Regions from separate parts of the Mus musculus genome. Here regions 2, 3 and 4 are each linked to region 1. The links are chromatin contacts, called in public Hi-C and HiChIP or PLAC-seq maps. All regions are on one chromosome and are shown on one strand. The core of a region is the stretch at or near the end of the contact, and the rest is flanking DNA. Distances in the headings are between cores, read along the strand shown. Region 1 overlaps Ltbp1 (latent transforming growth factor beta binding protein 1). Region 2 overlaps Ltbp1 (latent transforming growth factor beta binding protein 1). Region 3 overlaps Ltbp1 (latent transforming growth factor beta binding protein 1). Region 4 overlaps Ltbp1 (latent transforming growth factor beta binding protein 1).

Evidence for each region. A called contact is a pair of places that touch in the nucleus more often than the background predicts. HiChIP or PLAC-seq counts read pairs in DNA pulled down with a chosen protein or histone mark.
Region 2: a Hi-C map of pancreatic cancer cells shows a contact between it and region 1, with 2.0 times the contacts expected there. The contact joins two enhancer-like sites. A contact is called at or near these places in 1 of 15 datasets of contacts at CTCF or cohesin (the NIH/3T3 cell line), 10 of 484 Hi-C or Micro-C datasets (the C2C12 cell line, the P5424 cell line, adipose-derived mesenchymal stem cells and 5 more), 4 of 115 datasets of contacts at active chromatin or transcription factors (the NIH/3T3 cell line, embryonic stem cells, fibro-adipogenic progenitors and 1 more) and 1 of 9 other capture datasets (adipose tissue).
Region 3: an H3K27ac HiChIP or PLAC-seq map of the HPC-7 cell line shows a contact between it and region 1, with 7 times the contacts expected there. The contact joins two enhancer-like sites. A contact is called at or near these places in 1 of 15 datasets of contacts at CTCF or cohesin (the NIH/3T3 cell line), 16 of 484 Hi-C or Micro-C datasets (the AML12 cell line, the HPC-7 cell line, embryonic stem cells and 10 more), 3 of 115 datasets of contacts at active chromatin or transcription factors (the HPC-7 cell line and embryonic stem cells) and 1 of 9 other capture datasets (adipose tissue).
Region 4: an H3K27ac HiChIP or PLAC-seq map of the HPC-7 cell line shows a contact between it and region 1, with 8 times the contacts expected there. The contact joins two enhancer-like sites. A contact is called at or near these places in 1 of 15 datasets of contacts at CTCF or cohesin (the NIH/3T3 cell line), 12 of 484 Hi-C or Micro-C datasets (the C2C12 cell line, the HPC-7 cell line, brown adipocytes and 6 more), 4 of 115 datasets of contacts at active chromatin or transcription factors (the HPC-7 cell line, the NIH/3T3 cell line, fibro-adipogenic progenitors and 1 more) and 1 of 9 other capture datasets (adipose tissue).

What each region holds. Positions count from the first base shown.
Region 1 is chr17:75,368,081-75,372,851 of GRCm38.p6, reverse strand. The region is part of intron 31 of Ltbp1 (latent transforming growth factor beta binding protein 1); the gene reads right to left. Among named protein-coding and RNA genes, the nearest start is that of Rasgrp3, 65 kb to the left of the region's middle. Within about 2 kb of position 3,296, at least 17 of the 459 cell types and tissues checked have an H3K27ac peak or open chromatin away from gene starts, as enhancers often do. A contact at or near this core is called in the C2C12 cell line, the HPC-7 cell line, the NIH/3T3 cell line and 1 more, where this site is marked.
Region 2 is chr17:75,173,056-75,177,621 of GRCm38.p6, reverse strand. The region is part of intron 4 of Ltbp1 (latent transforming growth factor beta binding protein 1); the gene reads right to left. Among named protein-coding and RNA genes, the nearest start is that of Ltbp1, 170 kb to the right of the region's middle. Within about 2 kb of position 2,396, at least 4 of the 459 cell types and tissues checked have an H3K27ac peak or open chromatin away from gene starts, as enhancers often do. A contact at or near this core is called in pancreatic cancer cells, where this site is marked.
Region 3 is chr17:75,117,573-75,122,104 of GRCm38.p6, reverse strand. All of the region lies in intron 3 of Ltbp1 (latent transforming growth factor beta binding protein 1), which reads right to left. Among named protein-coding and RNA genes, the nearest start is that of Ltbp1, 110 kb to the right of the region's middle. Within about 2 kb of position 2,409, at least 42 of the 459 cell types and tissues checked have an H3K27ac peak or open chromatin away from gene starts, as enhancers often do. A contact at or near this core is called in the HPC-7 cell line and pancreatic cancer cells, where this site is marked.
Region 4 is chr17:75,197,079-75,201,681 of GRCm38.p6, reverse strand. The region is part of intron 5 of Ltbp1 (latent transforming growth factor beta binding protein 1); the gene reads right to left. Among named protein-coding and RNA genes, the nearest start is that of Ltbp1, 190 kb to the right of the region's middle. Within about 2 kb of position 2,156, at least 61 of the 459 cell types and tissues checked have an H3K27ac peak or open chromatin away from gene starts, as enhancers often do. A contact at or near this core is called in the C2C12 cell line, the HPC-7 cell line and the NIH/3T3 cell line, where this site is marked.

The DNA.
Region 1 (4,771 bases), core at 2,047-4,546:
CAAGGGAAGCTTCTTTGTCAGCATGCAGAGCTATTGGGGCCATACCCGTTCCTAAATGCTCTGGCACCCTTAAGAGCTCTTCCTAAACTCCCTTGAATGCCCACCTTGAATACTGGTTTGGATGCTTGCCTCCCTTCAAAGAGATGCTGGCACTGTATAACAAGGTAACCATGTAGAACCGGAATGAACTCAACTTATTTTCTAGAAGGGGATTTAATAATAATCACTTAACATAGGGGTATTTACTGTCCTACAACCCAGGCAGTAGCACAGCTAGCACCTGATCGCCACCTTGAGGCAGGTGTTGGTACTGCCATTCTACGCTGGAAGAACCAGGCTAACAGATGTATAGACATAATTCTTTATTGAATGTTGTTTTACAACCACCCCATTGTAAAAAGAAAGCTTTTTTTTTTTTTGCTTTATGGGAGGGGTGATGTTTCATTTTCTAAATAAATACAACAATCTCTCAGTGAGGAACAGTAAAAATTGCAGGCCAGCCATTCCACACAGCATATAATTTCCCTGGACACCAACATTCAACCCCACAGAAGTGAACCCTGCCTTCATGGAATACTTCCAACTCAGCTTAGAAGGCTTGCATGAGCTTCTAGCTTAGCCATCCTCCATTCTACCTGGATCGCAGTTACTTTTCGGGAATCACAGTGTACAGAACATGTGGCCAAAAGGCTGCATGCGCTCACACTAAGACAGGATTAAATTGTCATTAGTTCACAGAGAGCTCTTAATTTTAGATACAGGAGATTTGAAAGCATGTGCCTAGTGCAGCGGGGAGAACCAGTCGTCGAACCAGAGTGGGATCCTGGGTCTCCTAAGAAAACGCGGTGGCCCTCTGCTGTGCTTCCCAAATGGGATGTTCCCGAGTTATTATTAACATTCTCTGGAAAGACATTTCTTGGAAAAGCCCTTACGCCATCAACGCTGAAAGGGTTTTTACAACTATTGCCCAGTTACAATATTTTTTCAAGTGTCGCCTGCAAGTCAAATGTCTGTCTTCCTTCTCACCTCAGGACTGTTACACAACAGCTCACACTGGGATCTTTGAGAACGTGGGAGAGCCAGGCCATGCGAGGATGTGGAAGTCACGGGCTCAGTCATCTCTAAGGCAGAGTCTAAATTCTTTTACTTGGGTAAAACCATATAAAAAGGTGGTGCTAGATTAGATTTACAGCATTTTGACACAGGGAAAGTATCATGCGTATATTTAGGAGACAGATTTAGGAATAAAACACCCTAGTTCACAATTCTGTCTTTCCAAACATAAATTGTGAACACGTCACAAACTTTTTGGCCTACTATAGAGAGTATGTTTGGTAAATAACAAAATGAAGGAAGAAATGTATAGTTTTAAATACATTTAAATTTAAATATAAAGTTTAGATTGAAGTTGAAAGTGAAAACAGGAGAATGATATACAATTTAGATTTGCATCTCAGGAAATGGATCTCTCTTCTTGTCAACCCGAGAAGCACATAACTTACTGGCCATAACACTGGTGTTAAGAGGCAGGTACATGAAGGGCTTATGCAACTTAATCATTTGAAAAGAAAATCCTTTCTTTTAGGTAGCGTCCACCTAAACAGGAGACATTAGGTAATACTGTCATGGATCCTCATGTATATTCACTTCATGCATCTCATGCTATTTATCAGTCACTCATTTAACACCCACACGGGAAACAGAGATGACATAATTACACCTAGTCCCAGCTTTCTGAGTTCAAGTCTCAGGTCAACATTTCTGTTTATTTTAAATGAGATGATTGTATACAATATATATGTATTAAAAACAAACTCAAGTAGTGAAAAGGATATAAATTTATAAGAAGCCATCAACACAGCTATGCATGTTCTTTCTTTGAATGTATTACGCAAAAGACAGTTTACTCAAGTTGTTTTATGCCTCTGTATAAAATATGGCCTATGGCTGGCAATATGGCTCAATGGGTAAAGATGTTTTCTGGCAAGCCTGTTGACCCAGACCTACAGGATCTCACTACACACACACACACACACACACACACACACACACACACATACACACACACACACACACGATAAGTAAATGTAATAAAAGTTTAAAAAATGGCTTAGCAGCATTCTCTACCAGGCTCTGTAGCTGTGCTTCAGTTAGAAAATGCCTGCAGAGTATTCTCCACTGGACAGATGTATCACAGCTCATCAGTCGGCTCCAGACACAGGCAGTTTCATTTCTCCTTATGGTGTTTGGTTTTCTGTCACTCAAACACATCCATAAGATGTGTTCCCCAAAAGAGTTAGTGACCCCAGTATTCATATGCATTTGTATCTTCAGACTGCTTAGTTGCAATCTAAAAGGACAACAATTCTAATATACTGACCACTATTAAAATATGATTGAAATGTGTGCCTTTGTGCCACTGCCATTTCCATTGAGACTGTAACAAAAAAATGAAAGCGAGGGCCACTCTGACCAATAATACCAGAGCTCTCAAGAATGCTTCTAAGGTGGATGTATGCTGTAGTACAAGAGACTACCAACAGGGGGCACTCTCCCAACACTGCAGTTAACCCATTAGTTAACCCATTAGGTAAGCACCTGACATGCATACATTTTAGAAGGGAGCTCTCCATCAAGACCTTATGTTCAGTTACCTTACAACATGGCTTTCTGAATGATTTATCCATCGGGAGTAAAATTCTTTACATAGTCTAATTATAAACACGGCGATTCCTGGGTACTATAGAATCTAGTGTTCAAATGTGTCTGCCTTTCATTGCTCACAGAAAAAAGTTTATCTTCGTTTGATAACAACAGTATATATGTATATATGCATGTATGCATATATATGTATATATATTATATATGTGTGTATATGTATGTTTGTGTGTGTGTGTATATATATATATATATATATATTCCAAAAACATTAAGTTTATGCTTTATTTGGGCAAGAATCATTGGCCAACTGGGTATATATGACCCATGACCCATCCGGCCCGTCAATGTGCATGGCTGACACTGCTTTCATTTGATTTGCAACCCTCACTACTAACTCTAAAACCACGTCCTGTTGCCTGCATCAGCACACCATACAGGAACACTAAAAGGTTTCAGCTTCAATTCGCCACTCTGTTACTTTCATGTTTCAAAAAAAAATGCTGTGCATTTCAAATGCACTTTGAGTTCTGGGGGAGCGAGGACTTGATCACACTAAACCCACAGAGTCTGGAGGCAAGATGCCTGGATCTGACTCTGGCATTGAGCAGGCCTTGACAATGCAGGCTACTCCTCCTCAGCCACATCTCCTCCAGCAGGAGGCAGTGGTTGTGCATCTAAGATAGAGCCAACCGGGCGGGCGCCTTTCAACAATTCCTGGCACCGAGACCCATGAAAACCAAGCAGGAAATGTCTAATCAAAGATCCCACATTCTGATAACTCCGAGTTCCTTCCAGCCTGGCATGAAAACTTCCCAGAGAGCAAAGCCTGCCTCTCCCTTCTCTCATCTGAAATATGGATACAGTGGTTTATTTGGTTTGAACTTATTTGGTTTTCTTAACAGCCTTGCCTTTCAGATTCTCAGTTCACAGGATGATAAATGGATCAAATATCGATGTCCTCCCAAAAGAGACTCCAGCAACTGACATTGTAAGGGCAGGTAGAGAAGGTATTGCAGAAGTGGACGGGAAGAAGAGGAGGCAGGGTGGGAACAAGATAGGGAAGCCTGTGGAGTTCTAGAAGGCAGAGGTTGTTAGCACATGCCACCACACCACTGACACACGCCCTTCACCTTACCACCAATAATCAGGGGCTTTCTCCTAAACGAGCCTGCCATTTGGCCCCTTTAACTAGCTGAAGGCTGCCATCAAATCCAGAATGGCCCCCAAAGTGAACAAAATTACACAAGAACATAGTTCTTCTTGTGTGAGGTTCTCCTAACATAAATCCTTCACCCTCCACTCACTTCCCCCCCCCCATGCAGTGCCAACACACAAGGCAGAGTCTAGCTTCTGAGAGCTCAAGGAATGAGCCACTCCCACAGCCTCCACGTGCCAGTCTTCCCAGACTTGCCGCTTGAGCAAGAGTTAATGCCTATGACCTATTGGACCAGAAGTGTGAAGGCCTGTTTTGAGCCAGAGCTGTACTTTACACGGCACTTTAATGCTCAAAGCTGATGGCAGGCACTGCGATTTATTCTTCAAACTCCCCCAGCCTTGTTTCCATCAGTAACCAATCGTTCCCTAAAACAGGGTGGTCCTCCTTCAGAAACTGGAAGGTTCAGCGATGGCAGGCTGGGTTAATCCAGAGTTTAAATTAACAAAGGACAATGCTGTCCTTCTCAATAGTCTAGAAATGCAGAAATCGTGCGTTTAGAGGACTCAGAGACAGCGTTCCGAGCATGCAGTTTTAAAACGCGCACATTCTTTGGTTCCTCTGAAACACTAGTGACTATCATTGTGAGGGCAGGTTTGAACCTCCTCAGATGCTGCTCAGTGTCTCACTAGCTGTTGGACATACACTGGAGGCATGTTCACCAAGACTTGTCAGAATGCAGAACCCTGTACTCTCATCCTTCCAACCTCAGAACCAGGGCTGGAGTTCAGATGAGACTCTCTGCTCACTGGCTTGATCTTTATGTTTATGGAGCAGCAGTGTAGAAGAGAAAATTGTATAACAACAATCATTTCTACATCCGTGGATTCATGATCAGCTATTAGGTAGCTATATATTTTATAAGAGCCTTTGAATTTGATTACATTAGAAAACACA
Region 2 (4,566 bases), core at 1,147-3,646, 190 kb after region 1:
AGAGGGGACCAGCGCTAGTCAGCCTATCCAATCTCACCCCTCCCCTACCCCTGGATTTCTTTAGCCTGACAAGAATTGTATTTTCATAAAATCATCCAGGATGCCTCTAGAGACTCGTAATAAATTAAAGTGTGGCTCAAACCTCAACTTAGAAACCAAATTTTAACCAGAGAAGCCATTACAATTTCAAAGTTGGAGCAGGGCCTCGGAGGCTTTTCTACACCGTCATCACTCATACACTGATAGGCTTACAGCACCAAATCGTCCTCCAGGCTTCATCTGACAATGTCTTGCAACAGGCCACTCAACCTGTCATAGGCACACAGTGATTTCTAAACTGAAATGTGGTCTTGAAGCAACATATTAGTCCAAATGAAGGTGTCCCTGTATCACCATCCAATGCCTCTTCCACACGATAGCTTTTCAAACTGCCAGGCCATCAAAGAGATGAAGCTAAAGGAGTTTAAAGCCATCAGCTGAGTTGGCCTTCTTCCTGTAATTTCTCAGAAGGAAAAAAAGAAGTCCCACAGTTCTTTTCAAATGGTTTTCCAAGGAAGTTTTTCCTTCTATGGAGGTTTTAACACTAGAGCTCAAGATGGATCGTTTAAGCCAGGTGTGAAGACACACACCTGTAGTCTCCCATCTCGGGCAACAGGCTGAAAGATTGTTGTGAGTTCAAGGCCAGCCTGTTTTACCCAGTGAGTAACAGGCTAGCTAGGACTATGTAGCCAGACCCTATCTTAAGAAAAGAAAAAACAATTACAGAAAGGGGGAAGAGAGGAAGAGAGGAAAAGAGGAAGAGAGGAAAAAAGGAAGGGAAGAAGGAACGGAGGGAGGGAGGGAGGGAGGGAGGGACGGACGGAGGGAGGAAGAAAGGAAGGAAGGAAGGAAAGAAGGAAGGAAGGAAGGAAGGAAGGAAGGAAGGAAGGAAGGAAGGAAAGAAGGAAGGAAAGAAGGAATTAGTTTAATAAATAGATATTTTACTTGCAAAGAGGACTTCAGCATTCTTCAAAATTGCATTGTATAAGCAGCGGCTGTCAGAACTTAGAGCAGAGGCTCACAGTCTAGGCAGTAGAGTATAGAAATGCAGGCCAAAAGGACATTATTAGAACCATTTGGCTCTACTGGCATAGCCCAAATGCACCTGTACCTAGGAGTTTAGAGGGCTGGAAAGATGGCTCAGCGCTCGCTGCCCTGTCCTGGGGACTGCAGTTTGGATCCAAGCAGCCATGTTGGGCAGTCCACAAGCACCTCCAACTCCAGCTTCAGGGCATCAGATGCCCCTTCCTATCCTTCGCTGCGACCCCTCCCCTCCCCTCACACTCAAAGACATGCAAGTAGTGAACATAGCTGTGTTCCAGTAGAACTTTGTTTAAAGAAATAGTTTACTGCCCTCAATTTTAAATACTTCTATGAATATTTCCAAATATCTGGGCATCCACCCTAGAAATTTAAAATCATACAATGAAATACTGTCAGCGGCTGAATAGAATTCTTCTCATTTTTTTTTAAACAGTAGCATAAACAAATGCAGCTTGGTCTCATGTTGTCAGACCACAGTTACAAATATCTCGAGGACACTTTGCGTGCATAAGCACAAGCTCACGTTGGGGAGGGACATATACACTGGCAGATGACAACATCGTCTCTCTTCAGAAGAATACAAACTTGGATTTCTTCTAGATCATGGTTCAATAATGAAATAAAAATAAATAAATAAAACCCTCTACCAACTATCCAGTGCTCTCCAGCATTCACTTGCAGCATAGCATCTGCTATACAGATGCTTGCTTATAGCAACTGAGACATCCAAAGAAAGCGACCAGTCAACCATGAGTCCTGCCTCACCTCGGAGCTACAGGAGTCACTCCAGAGGCACTCGAAGTTCTCCCAGCCTATTGTTTCAAAACAATGTATATTCCTCTGCCAAAAAATATTTTGACCCAGGCTCATTTGGATTTTCAAAAGGCAGAGACAGCTTCATATGACGTAACCCTGATTTTTAAAATGCTCATATTGTCCAGGAAGCAGGAGATGCATAATTTTTCATATTTCCCCTTATGTTTTACAAGCTTTCCGCTAGAATCTAATTCTAAAATAGACACTGATATTCCTGGTGGGTCCTTTTGTCTTGTCACAATACAATTAATTGTTCATAATCATTGGTCTGAGTTTCCAACACCACACTGTCCAAAATCAGTATCAGAAAAATAAAAAAAGCTGACAGTAATCAGTTTGTTCAGATTCCTGTCAGGGTCTCAATAAGAACTGAGTTCTCTAAACCACTTCTACCTTCCTAAGGAAGGACTTCACATTTCAAGTACACAAAACTGTGGTCCACCAGCGAGGGCTTCGACTTCCTCAGTTGCAGGAGTAAAAGCCTATACTTGGTCACCATCCAAGAGTCTACAATGATGTCAGTAACCATGGATGTGAGCTATCCTCCAAAAGCCACTGGGCTATAGGAGACATTCTCATGACTTGCCTATTACTGAGGGACTCTTGTGTCTTGTATATGGTTGCCAGCAAATGTTAAAATAAGTAAAGTGACTCAGAACTGTCATAACACAAGGAGCCCTCACGGGACCGGGACTCACAGGTTGCCGTAGGTCATTTCTGTCTAAGGCCCTGCTGCATCATCAGAGAATAAGACTAGCAATGGTGGAAGACCCTGGTGGAGAGCATTTCATAGCTTATGAGAACTACTAAATCTGAGAAGCAAAAAGGGGACCAAGTCAGGAGTTAGCAGGGAGATCACCGGACAGCCTTTGCCCATGTTCTCTCTGGGAGAAAACAAGTGTAATTTTAAAAGATCCTTGTGGGTAAATCAGCCCCAGAAATCTTAAGCAAGCACTTTAAGACCTTACATTTTAGAGGCCTTGGCTAAAAAGTTGAGATTGCCTGGAGCCATGTAGCACCTCTCCTGGGCCTCCTAGTCAGTCAGTCAAAGACACACAAGTCAACATCCTGTCTACAACTTCTGCCAGACCCTACGTGAACTTATACCTCCAAGAAGAGGCACTGATGCCTGGCTTAGAGCAAACCACAGACATTTAGAGTGAATTGCAAGTGCCACGGGAGGGGGAAGCTTTCATTTGTGCTGCACAACTACTCCCCAAAAAGAAAATTCAAAACTATGGAAATTGTTTCTGACAAATGGACTGCAGCCTAGAAAAGAGTTCACTTGCCACGGTTCAGTCATAAGATGGGGGCAGCCAGAGAAATAAATATAACAAGTTGAGGCCTCACTTCCGATGTCACGAACAAATATGGTCCCCTTAGCATTTACCCAGACTGCTGCTCCATCGCGTCAGCACGCATCCAACTTAAACAACAGGAACCAGCAAGCACAGGCAACGTCCGTTCCATCAGAGGCAGCCTCTCAGATGAAACGCCATTACCCTGCCATTAACTGAGGCCCAGCTGAAGACACACAGGCTCAGTCAACACAGGTAACACAACCCTACCCCCCCACCCCCCCACCCCCCACCCCCACTCAGCAGAGAGAGACTGACCCAACAGGTCATGCACCCACTCGCGCAGTCTATCACTTGCCCCAAGGTCAGGAATTCCTTGAAGGAGAAATATTTAGAGTATCCCATGCTGTTTAGCCCAATAGGGCTTTACCATTCGGATCCAGAGTTAGCTCCTTTCTAGATTATGAAAAGAACATTCAGGGAGTGCTGTATGTTCTTCATACCTCATGGGGTAAATGCCCAGGGACTGGAAAATCTTCCAAGAAGGAATATCCTGCGAGATTTCTACTCTGAGTTTGTGCAAGTTCTCCTTGCCACACAGGTAACTAAGCTCCAGTGACCAACATGTTGACCCTTCTCTCCCGTCCCAGCTCTCCCTTCATAGTCACTGGAGGGAACCGCATGCTGGTTATGTCTTTCTCTGGAGTGCACACACATAAATTAACATTTCCTTCTATTTATAGACAGCTATGAAAAAATTTGCCTTACGGAAGAACAGAGAGAGAAGTAGAAAATTATATTCGGCCAAATAATAAATTGCCGTGTCTGGCCTGAGGATACTGGTTATCAAAAAGCAGCACTGAGGGGTTCGAGGAGTGGCTCAGCGGACAGAGTGCTTTCTAAGGGAACATAATGGTCTGGGAACCCACTGTAAAAGGAGAAAAGGCTGTGCACAAGGATGTGCGCCTTTGATCTCGTCATCTCAAAGCCGGAGGGATGGAGACAGCACATCTCTTAGACTCACTGGCTGGCCAGCCTAACCAAATGGTCTAGCTCTCAGCTCCAGTGAGAGATCCGATCTCAAACAATTAGTCGGATGGTTTCACACACACACAGTGCAGTAGTAGTCAAATAATATGGAGTTTTAAGACATAAATGCACATGAACTCATCCAAAGGCCTATTTGAGATGTGCAGCCTCTACCAACCCCAGGCTCTCATTATGACCTCGCTTGCCTAACTCTCCCAGAGAATAGAGGATCTAAGGACACATTCTTCATTAGGTGACCTCTGGCTAAGTTCCCCTGCCTTTCTCCACACGAAAAATGTTAGCCCACCCAAGGTCACTTTTTCCACTGGGCACAAGAAGC
Region 3 (4,532 bases), core at 1,160-3,659, 250 kb after region 1:
ACCTGGGTTCAAGTCCTAGCACACACATGGCATCTCACAACTGTCTATAACTCCAGTCACAGGGATCTATGGTACCAGGCATGTGTGTGGCACACATCCTTGTTGCACAAGGACAAAATACCCATACACATAAATAAAAGTAAAATAAATAAATATTTTTTAAAAGACAGAGCAACACCTGTCACATAAAAGGGGCTAGGAATAACTGGAGGTTTACTGTCAAGACAGAGGAAGTTCTTATTGCACATGTGTGTGGTGTGTGTGTTTTAAGTATGTTTGTATGTATGTGAGTACACATATGTGTAGGTATACATGCACATGCCAGTGTGTGTGTGTGTATGTGTGTGTGTTTGATTTTTTTCGCCATCTCGTATATTGAGGCAAGTTCTTTCCCAAACCCAGAGCTCAGTTCAGCTAGCCCAGGTAGCCAGCTGCCCCCAAGGATCCCACCTCTGCTTCCCTTGATTGCAAGTAGGCATTACACCCTGTGGGTGCTGAGGAGTCAAACTCCAGTCCTTCCACGTGCACAGTCATCTCCCAAGCCCAAGACTGATGGATTTTCAGTCCACTTCTCAGGTTGCATTCCAGGATGGGCCATCTGTCTGGTACTATTTTCTGGACCCAATGGGTCTTAGCTTTTCCTGGACATAAGACAACCTCCACTCAGAACTCACCATAGAGTGGCCATCATGCCAGAGTACAGCCATACAGCACAGAGCCCACACTGTGGCTTATCTTCTCATCCCAGCATTGTGACTGAGAGCACAGAACTCACATTTACATGGAAACTGGTCTGACCCTTGACCCTACCTCCTACACCAGCATATAATCTGTGCAAGCGATTATACCAGTCTAAACTTCCATCTCAGAGAGGGAGGGGGAAGATGAAAAGAGAAAGGGAGGGAGACAGTGAGGGAAAGAGCAAATGTATCTATGGGTTGTTCTAAAGGCTAAGGAAGACTTGGTACACACAACCATTACTCTGGTCACTTGTAGAATTATTCCCAGGATGCAGTGGAGGAGGAAAGATCACCAGGACATAGAATCAGATGTGCACTGCAGATGTGCACAGCTATGTCCTGAGTGTTATCTTTTACAACTAGAGATGCTCACTGAAGAGAACACCAGAGCTGTCTCTGATTCCTAAGGCTGCTATGAGAAGAAACCGATGTACTGGGTAGTTTAACAGAGAATCTCTCCCCTAGTTAAGGAATCCCAAAGCCCAGCATCAAGGGGTCGAGCAGAGCTACACTTTTCCCATAGGATCTAAAAGAGAGCCTTTCCTGTAGCCTCTTGGGACCTAAGACTCCCTGTGGCTTTGTGGCTTCCTCACTCCGATCTATGCCTCCATCTTCACAGGGTCCCCTCCCCACCCTGGGCCTTCTCTTCTCGTCTTATAAGGAAACTTAACATTGAATTTGGGAGCTATGTAAATTAGGATGTGGTCATCCTCAGATCCTTAAATTAATTAAGTAAAATCGCATTCACAGGTTGGAAGGAAACACTATTCAATCTCCTCAACATGGAAAACAGAAATGGCCAAGGCATTGACCACAAGGCCAGATTAAATGACCTGTAGACTGTACACTTCTCCATAGCTGTGGGAAAGGCTGAGCTGGGTAAGACTGTGGCAAAAGAGAGTGGGTTGGTGTAGGGGGGAGGTTGTTGAAGACGGTGGCTTTCTGTGCTCAATTCTTCTGAACATTTTGATATTTTTATTGGTTGGTCTGCTGATTATACAACGGTAAAACCAGGTTATTGCCGACAAGAGCCTTACAGATAAAGTCAGGAGCCTTCCAGACACCCCCCACTGGCAGCTGCTTCCGCAGCGCCCCCAGAGGCTTGTCTGTTTCATGGTCCCATTCACCACTTCAAAGCCTCTCTTCAGCTAGTCTCCCTGAAAGAGGCCAATCTGAACTAATAAGGTAGTCAGAGGCAGCTGAACATTTAAAACCATAAATACCTATCTGGGTATGCATGTGTGTCCATGTGTGTACGTGTATGTGTGTGTGCATGTGCATTCTTGCACATATAAACGCACACACACACATCTCATGCATGTATGTACTGCAACTACATCCTCATAAAGTTTCACCAAGAGGTTTTCCATGTTTCTTCGTCCTACAAAAGCCTCCTTTGTCTGCTGTTCTCTTAGGAGTCACAAAGAGAGCCCTGGAGAGCCACTCTTCAACCCTCTGCAAGGAATGAGAAAGTATTCCTAGACATCAGAGTTCTCTACCTGGAATGCCAACTTAATTAACATTCAGTGAGACCCGGCACACTAATGAGATAATGTATCAGGAGAGCCCCCAGCCTTATTACTGCGGCTTCCCCTTCTGGCATATCCAGTGTCTTAGGAGGTTGAGAAAGCCATTAGGCATTGGTGCTTCCTCCTTCTGACAGGTCACTGAATGAAAGAATGTTCCCTTCATGAATGACCTTCTGTTACTTCCTCTTTGAGTGACTAATAGATTCTGGGCTCAGAAGTGTCCCATTCGAATTGCAACATTCTGCAACCAGAGCCGCTCTGCTGTAAGCTAACACATAGATAAGAGTTGGTTAAATCTTGGGATAAGGCCCACACAGCATGAATTATCTGAGCCTCTCTTCTATGGTAAGGAACCTCAGTGAAACCCAGGAACTCCCTGATGGGGGATCACAGTAGACATTTCCCCCTCTAGAAGGTTCCCTTAATCCAGCCTCCATCAACTCAGGCCCCATTGACAATCACATTCAGTCACCTAAGGCTTCCTGCTCCCTTCCCTTCTAGACTCCCAAATTTGATGTCTAAGACTCTTATTGGAAAAGAGGAAAACACCATGAATATTTTTAAGACATGAATTTTTTTTTCCTGTTTAATCTGCCTTCTTTTCTTCTTATTCAGTCTAGAAAAAGGTTGGTTCCTATATCCATTATCTCTACAGAGGGATGAAGCTAGGAGGAAGAACTGGCCGGAGTGTTGCTGGGTTTGATTTCCAGGAGCCAGCAACCGAAGGAGTAGCTCATCTCTACCCCACTCCATCCAACAGTAAGGAAGTGGATCGTCACTGGGGTAGGAGGAAACCATTTCTTAATTGGTTTCCCAAGTTCCAGCAGATGGCTCCACACCCATGCACTTACTAGTATCTCTAATTGAACTTAGTGGGTTATCAAAGGAAATAAAAGCCATGAAGTTGGGAGGGAGTGTTAGGAACATGGAGGGAATTAGAAAGGGAAATGGGAGGTAGGTATGGTCATACCTCACTATAGACACTGAAATTCTCACAGATTAATTTTTTTTTTTTTTTTTTTAGAAAGGACAGAGGAAAGAATGCATGCTGATTGCTTGGGCTAGGGAGTGGCACTATAAGGAGGCAAGGCCTTGTTGGAGTAGGTGTGTCACTGTAGGCGTGGGCTTTAAGACCCTCATCCTAGCTGCCTGGAAGTGAGTTTTCCACTAGCAGCCTTCAGATGAAGATTTAGAACTCTCAGCTCCTCCTGCACCATGCCTGCCTGGATGCTGCCATGTTCCCACCTTGACGATAATGGACTGAACCTCTGAACCTGTAAGCCAGCCCCAATTAAATGTTGTCCTTTATAAGAGTGGACTTGGTCACGGTGTCTGCTCACAGCAGTAAAACCCTAACCAGGACACTGATCACGGCGACAGAGTCAATAGATGGCATCCCTCTGTGGCTTCTGCGCCACATTCCTTCAGAGTTCCTGCCCTGACTTTCCCCCAGTGATGGATCCTAACCTGCAATTTGAAATAAACCTTCCCCTTCCCTAAACTGCTGTTGATAAAAGTGCTTTATCACAACAACAGAAAGGAGCCGAAAACAATAGGACACGCCAGCAATTATGCCGTGAATAAACAAATAATGAGATAAATAAACAAACAGGAAGAAGCAACTGCTCTCACGAGATTCGTTTCTATGTCAGCTGTTTAAAACCAATCTGTCGTGGAAACAATGTTCCATGGATGATGAAACGCATAATACTGTAAAAGTGCACTTGCTGCTGAAAAGTTTTATGTTTAAAAACTAAAGGCAAGCAGTGGCTAGGGAGACGGCTCAGCTGGTAAGGCTCCTGCCGGGCAACAGGAACTTCCAGTGCTCACTGAAACGCATGAAGTAGGCATGAAGTGAGCCTGTAATCCTAGCTCAAGAGAGACAAAGACGGAATCTCTTTAACAGCCTCGCTAAGTGACTCTATCCATATCAGCAGCCACTGAATTCAACTAAGAGACCCTGCCTCAAAATATGAGGTGAAGCCTACTGAGGAAGACATCTGATATCATTCTTGGGCACACACACACATGCCCTCCACATGCGCACGCACGCACGCGCGGGCACACACCCCATACACACATGTAAATAGGCACACAGACATATGAATCCCCTATACACATACGCAACAACCAGGAATGAATATTCAATTCTTTTATCTTAAATGCAGATATTATCAAAAAGGACATTATAGTCAAGCAGGCAATAGAAAAGACAGGAAAGTCAAAGATTTTTCAGTAGAACTTCTGGGTCTTTCCAAGGATT
Region 4 (4,603 bases), core at 907-3,406, 170 kb after region 1:
CCTTGGACACAGCATTGCCCTAACCACATGAACGACCCACTCGAAGTCATTCCAAGGCACTTGGATTCCTTAAGTTCAACTTCTTCTATTCTTCTCCCAACAATTAAAAGGGTAAGCCTCCTCAAGACCCTTATAAATTTACTCTCTGAAGCTACAGAAATGCAAAGTGCCCATGACAGTTGTTTTTTGTTTGTTTGATTTTTTTTTTTTTTTTTTTTTTTTGTGGCTGGATTCTCTCTCTGGGTTGAGACAGGCCTGGGTTTTCTAGACAGACGAAGTGTTACTTGTTTCTCTGGATGAAGAGAAGCAGCTGGGAGAATGGTTAATAAATCTGTGAGGGGCACACACAATGTCCATGGTCAACTTGACTCTTCTTCTCCTACCTCAGAGCCAAATTTATTTGGGGAAGATTTCTTTTCTGATGTTACCAGATTGCCACACAACATGACAGAGTGACCCAAAGGAGCTCTGACACCAAGATTCCAAGTAGGTCATCAGGGGCTACTAAATAACAACACACTCACTGGAGTTCCTGGTGTGCATGCACGCATGTGTGTGCGCGCGTGTGGAGTATACATGTGTATATGAGTGTGTGTGCTCACATAAGTGTGTGTACACACATATATCTGTGCATGTGTGTGTATGAGTACACATGTGAGTGTGTGTGAGTGTATGTGTGTAGTATGTTTGCATGTGTGTATATGAGTGCATGTGTGTGCGAGTATATGTGGATGTATGTGTATGTTTGTTTGTGTGTGTATGTGTGTATGAATTTGTGTGTGTGTGTGTGTGTGTGTGTGTGTGTGTGTGTGTGTGTGTATTCCTGATCATGCATGTATATACATGAGGAGGCCAGAGGTCAACCTTGGGGATCTTCCTCAATTGCTTTCTACCTTAACTTCTGAAATAGTATCTCTCATCCAACCTGGAGCTGGCTAACTCAGTTACATTGGTCAGGACCCCAAGGATCCATCAGGCTCCAGAGGCCCTAGCACTGAGATTACAGAGACCCACTACCACATCTAGCCTTTCCGTTGGCACTGGAGATCTAGCTCAGGTTCTTATGTGTGCACAGCAAGCATTTTACCAAGGAAGCCACCTCCCAGCATTCCTGCCTTTTTAGCTTATAAAAATTTGATTTAAGAAATTAAATGACAAAAACTGAGAAACAGAAGATGGGCTGGAGAGATGTCTCCGTGATTAAAAACACTTGTCCTTCCAGAGGATATCAGCTCAGTTCCCAGAACCCACAAAGGGCAGCTGACATTTGCCTGTAACTTCAGCTCCAGGGGATCCAGTGTTCTCTTCTGGCTTAGGCAGGTCCTGCACCCACATGTGTGCATATACACACAGAGACATATAAATCAACTAAAGAATTTTTTGAGAGAGAGAGAGAGAAGAAGAATAAAAATTCCTCCCTGGATTTAGAACCTGTGATGTTCTCTAAAGCATTAAACAATGACTGGCAGCTCTCTGAACACTCAAACTCTCTGTGTTGCCTGCTAAATGACTGAAAAGCCAGGCCTTGACTACCCAGCAAGCATCCAAAGTTCAGAAGAGTGGATGCCATTCACTGGCTCAGCCTGAAGGACTCGACGTTCTCATTATTTGTGACAGTGTATCCAGGAAGTATAAGACACAATGACAAGCAAAAATGCTTATCTCTGACATTACGAGAAGGACCTAGGCAGGGCCGAGAAGAGACAAGGACACACACAGCTGTCATGACCACAGCCACCACTCGCCAGCCGATGCTTTGTCCTCTTTCAGAAGCAAGCTTAGGGACCTTAAGCCCCTGTATTCCCATCTCATTGTCTGACTGACATTTGCGTTTTGCCACAGCTGAGTCACAAAGATAACATGTTTCCTGTTTCATCATACGATGCGCTAGACTAACAATGTGTCTTCCCTATTGAAGAATGGGGAAGAGGTCCACCCAGTGTTCTTACCACTTGGAAGGGGAGTATTTTCTGACATCAGAGCTGCCTAGCTCTATAACCCATATTGGCATTAGAGGAGAGGGAAGGAGAGAAGGACTCACTATTTGCAGTGTTTAAAAGTTACTTCCCCCAAACCTGAATCTCTGCTTTAGAGTCCAGTAAGTACAAGGATTCTGAGTAATACATGTGAATCACAGGAAAGAGACTTTACATCTCTCCAAAAAGACGGTGGGGCATTTAGGTGAACACAATGTCTATGAATCAGACCTGCTTTCTCTCTTCACGTCTGTTCAATGATCAATTGGGAAACCCTCCAGTTGGTAGCTGGAGAGGAGTTAAGCCCACCTGGATTTCCAGAAAACACTGAGGACTCTCATCTCATGTCTTCCTCTGGGATGACCCAGAAATCACTCAGAACTTAGTATCATTCCTGTCCAGGCCCACAGCAGCTCTCAGGGGTAGGAAGCCACTTTCTGTGACTAGGAATGAGGATCTGACTTCCTGCAGGACTTGAGGACGCTACTCTAGGTGAGGACTTGTATTTAGAATCATGAATCCCCAAGAACTGCCTTCAAAATTCTCCACTTCAGTCTGTATGAAGTTTATGTGACACCCCATGCTTGTTCTCATGCCCAACAAAGGTTTGTGTAATAATTGAGATATATTCTGTTTTACACATATAGTCTGCCTTGAGTAATGTCATCTCAGCTTCTCCTGGGTACCCAATAGCTCTTATCCTCACCTTAATTGGGTAATAATCCAGGAACGTATATTTGCATTTCATCACCTGGGACAAAGTCCCCCTGACATCACCTCTCATTCACTACCAGTCCTTCCTCAGAGCAACAGCACCCTCAGGGAGTCACCTTCAAACTCTCTAGATAGGAAAACCTCTCAAAGCTCATCACTCCCATTTGACAGCATGGATGAGAGTCCAGTGCCAGGGTTCTCAACTTGGACTACACGTCCACTCCAGCATAGAGAAGACAGCATGAAACAACGGTGGGTACAGGAGAACACAGTACTGGATTCTGAGCTTCAAACCTGCCTTTTCAAACAAACTTGCTCCATGGTGCTGAGCAGTTATTTAACCTCATCTATAGAATGCCTGCAGACCCCTGATTTCTCAGCCACTGGGCATTGGGCATACAGACAGCACTCCACAGTGCTGTTACAAATCCAAGGTTCCTCTTCCTCCTTCATAAACGTATATGCCACTCATTAAACTTCAGGGTCTTCATGTGTTTCCCACTAGGAGCTTATGTCTAAGGTCAAAAAGGCAAAACAGCTGAACCAAAGCATTTAGCCGGATATGGTGGCACACACCATATCCATATGTAACCTTAGTACTTTGGAGGTGAAAGCAGGAGGATCAGGAGTTCAAAATCATCCTTACTGTATGATGAATGAGCATCCAGCCTGGGTCATATGAGTGTAATGCAAATGATCCAAGGCTGCTTCAAGCATCCTGTAAGACACAGGGCAGACTTGAAACATCAGATTCTTCACTGGAATGTGAACATAAAAGGGACTTGCAGGCTCAGTGTCAAATCCTGGAAAAGGCCATCTCATACATAAGCAAGATGTAAATCAATACACTAACTCACCCCATCACCCAACTTCAAAATGTCTCCTGAAGAGTGTGCTGGGGATATGTTAGTTCAACTACCCAGTAGATAGTTGGGTAATTAAGAGTTAATACTAATAAGTGCATAGTCTATGGATTAATAACACTTCCTATGGCTTATCCTAGGACCTTCACAGATATATTATGTGGTTATGTTACTACTCATTGTCCAATTGATGGGATCTAGAATTACAGAATAGACATGAGTCTCTAGGGAGCCTGAAGGATTAGCTAGACCAGTGGTTTTCAACCTTCCTAATGCCGCAACCCTTTGGCACAGCTCTCATGTTGTGGTGGTCCCCAAGCATAAAATTACTTTGTTGCTAGGTCATAACTGTTATTTTGCTACTAGCATGGATCATAATGTACATATCCACTATGCAGGATATCTGATATGCAATTCCACATTGGGGTTTTGACCCCCGTGTTAAGAACCTTTGAGCTAGCTGTCTATTAACTGAGTCTGGATAAATAAGTTACAATATATGCTGGGATGAACTGTGGTACAGTATTTAAAATTATCAAGGGAGACTTATTTCTATGGCTATTAGTTGGTAGGCAAAAAAAGCACAGCACAGTAATTAATATATTAGGAAAGCTCCAGGCTGTATTTATATATCTGCCAATACATACCCATTCTAGAAGGCATATAAATGGACCCATTTGTATGTCTAAGAAAGAGATCTGAGTACTCACAGGACAGAAATAGAAACAAAACTTACATTTGTCAAATGGTTCCCATCCCACTTTTTTGTCCATTTTATAAGTCGTTTATTATTTTTTCAATGATGTACAAATCCATTTCTTTTTCAAAAAAAAAAAAAAAAAAAAAACAAACCTGTCATCAGATATAGTTAACTGTAACTTTGGTATGAGCAAAGACCAGCCAAAAAGAGAAGTGTGTTCAAATGGGGAAGTTGACAAGACAATTTAATAGATATTCCTTTGAAAAGGATGTTGGTACATACCATAATCCCTGCATTCGGAAGGCTCAGGCAGGAAGACAGCAAGTTAAGCACTAGCTGGGCTACTCAGC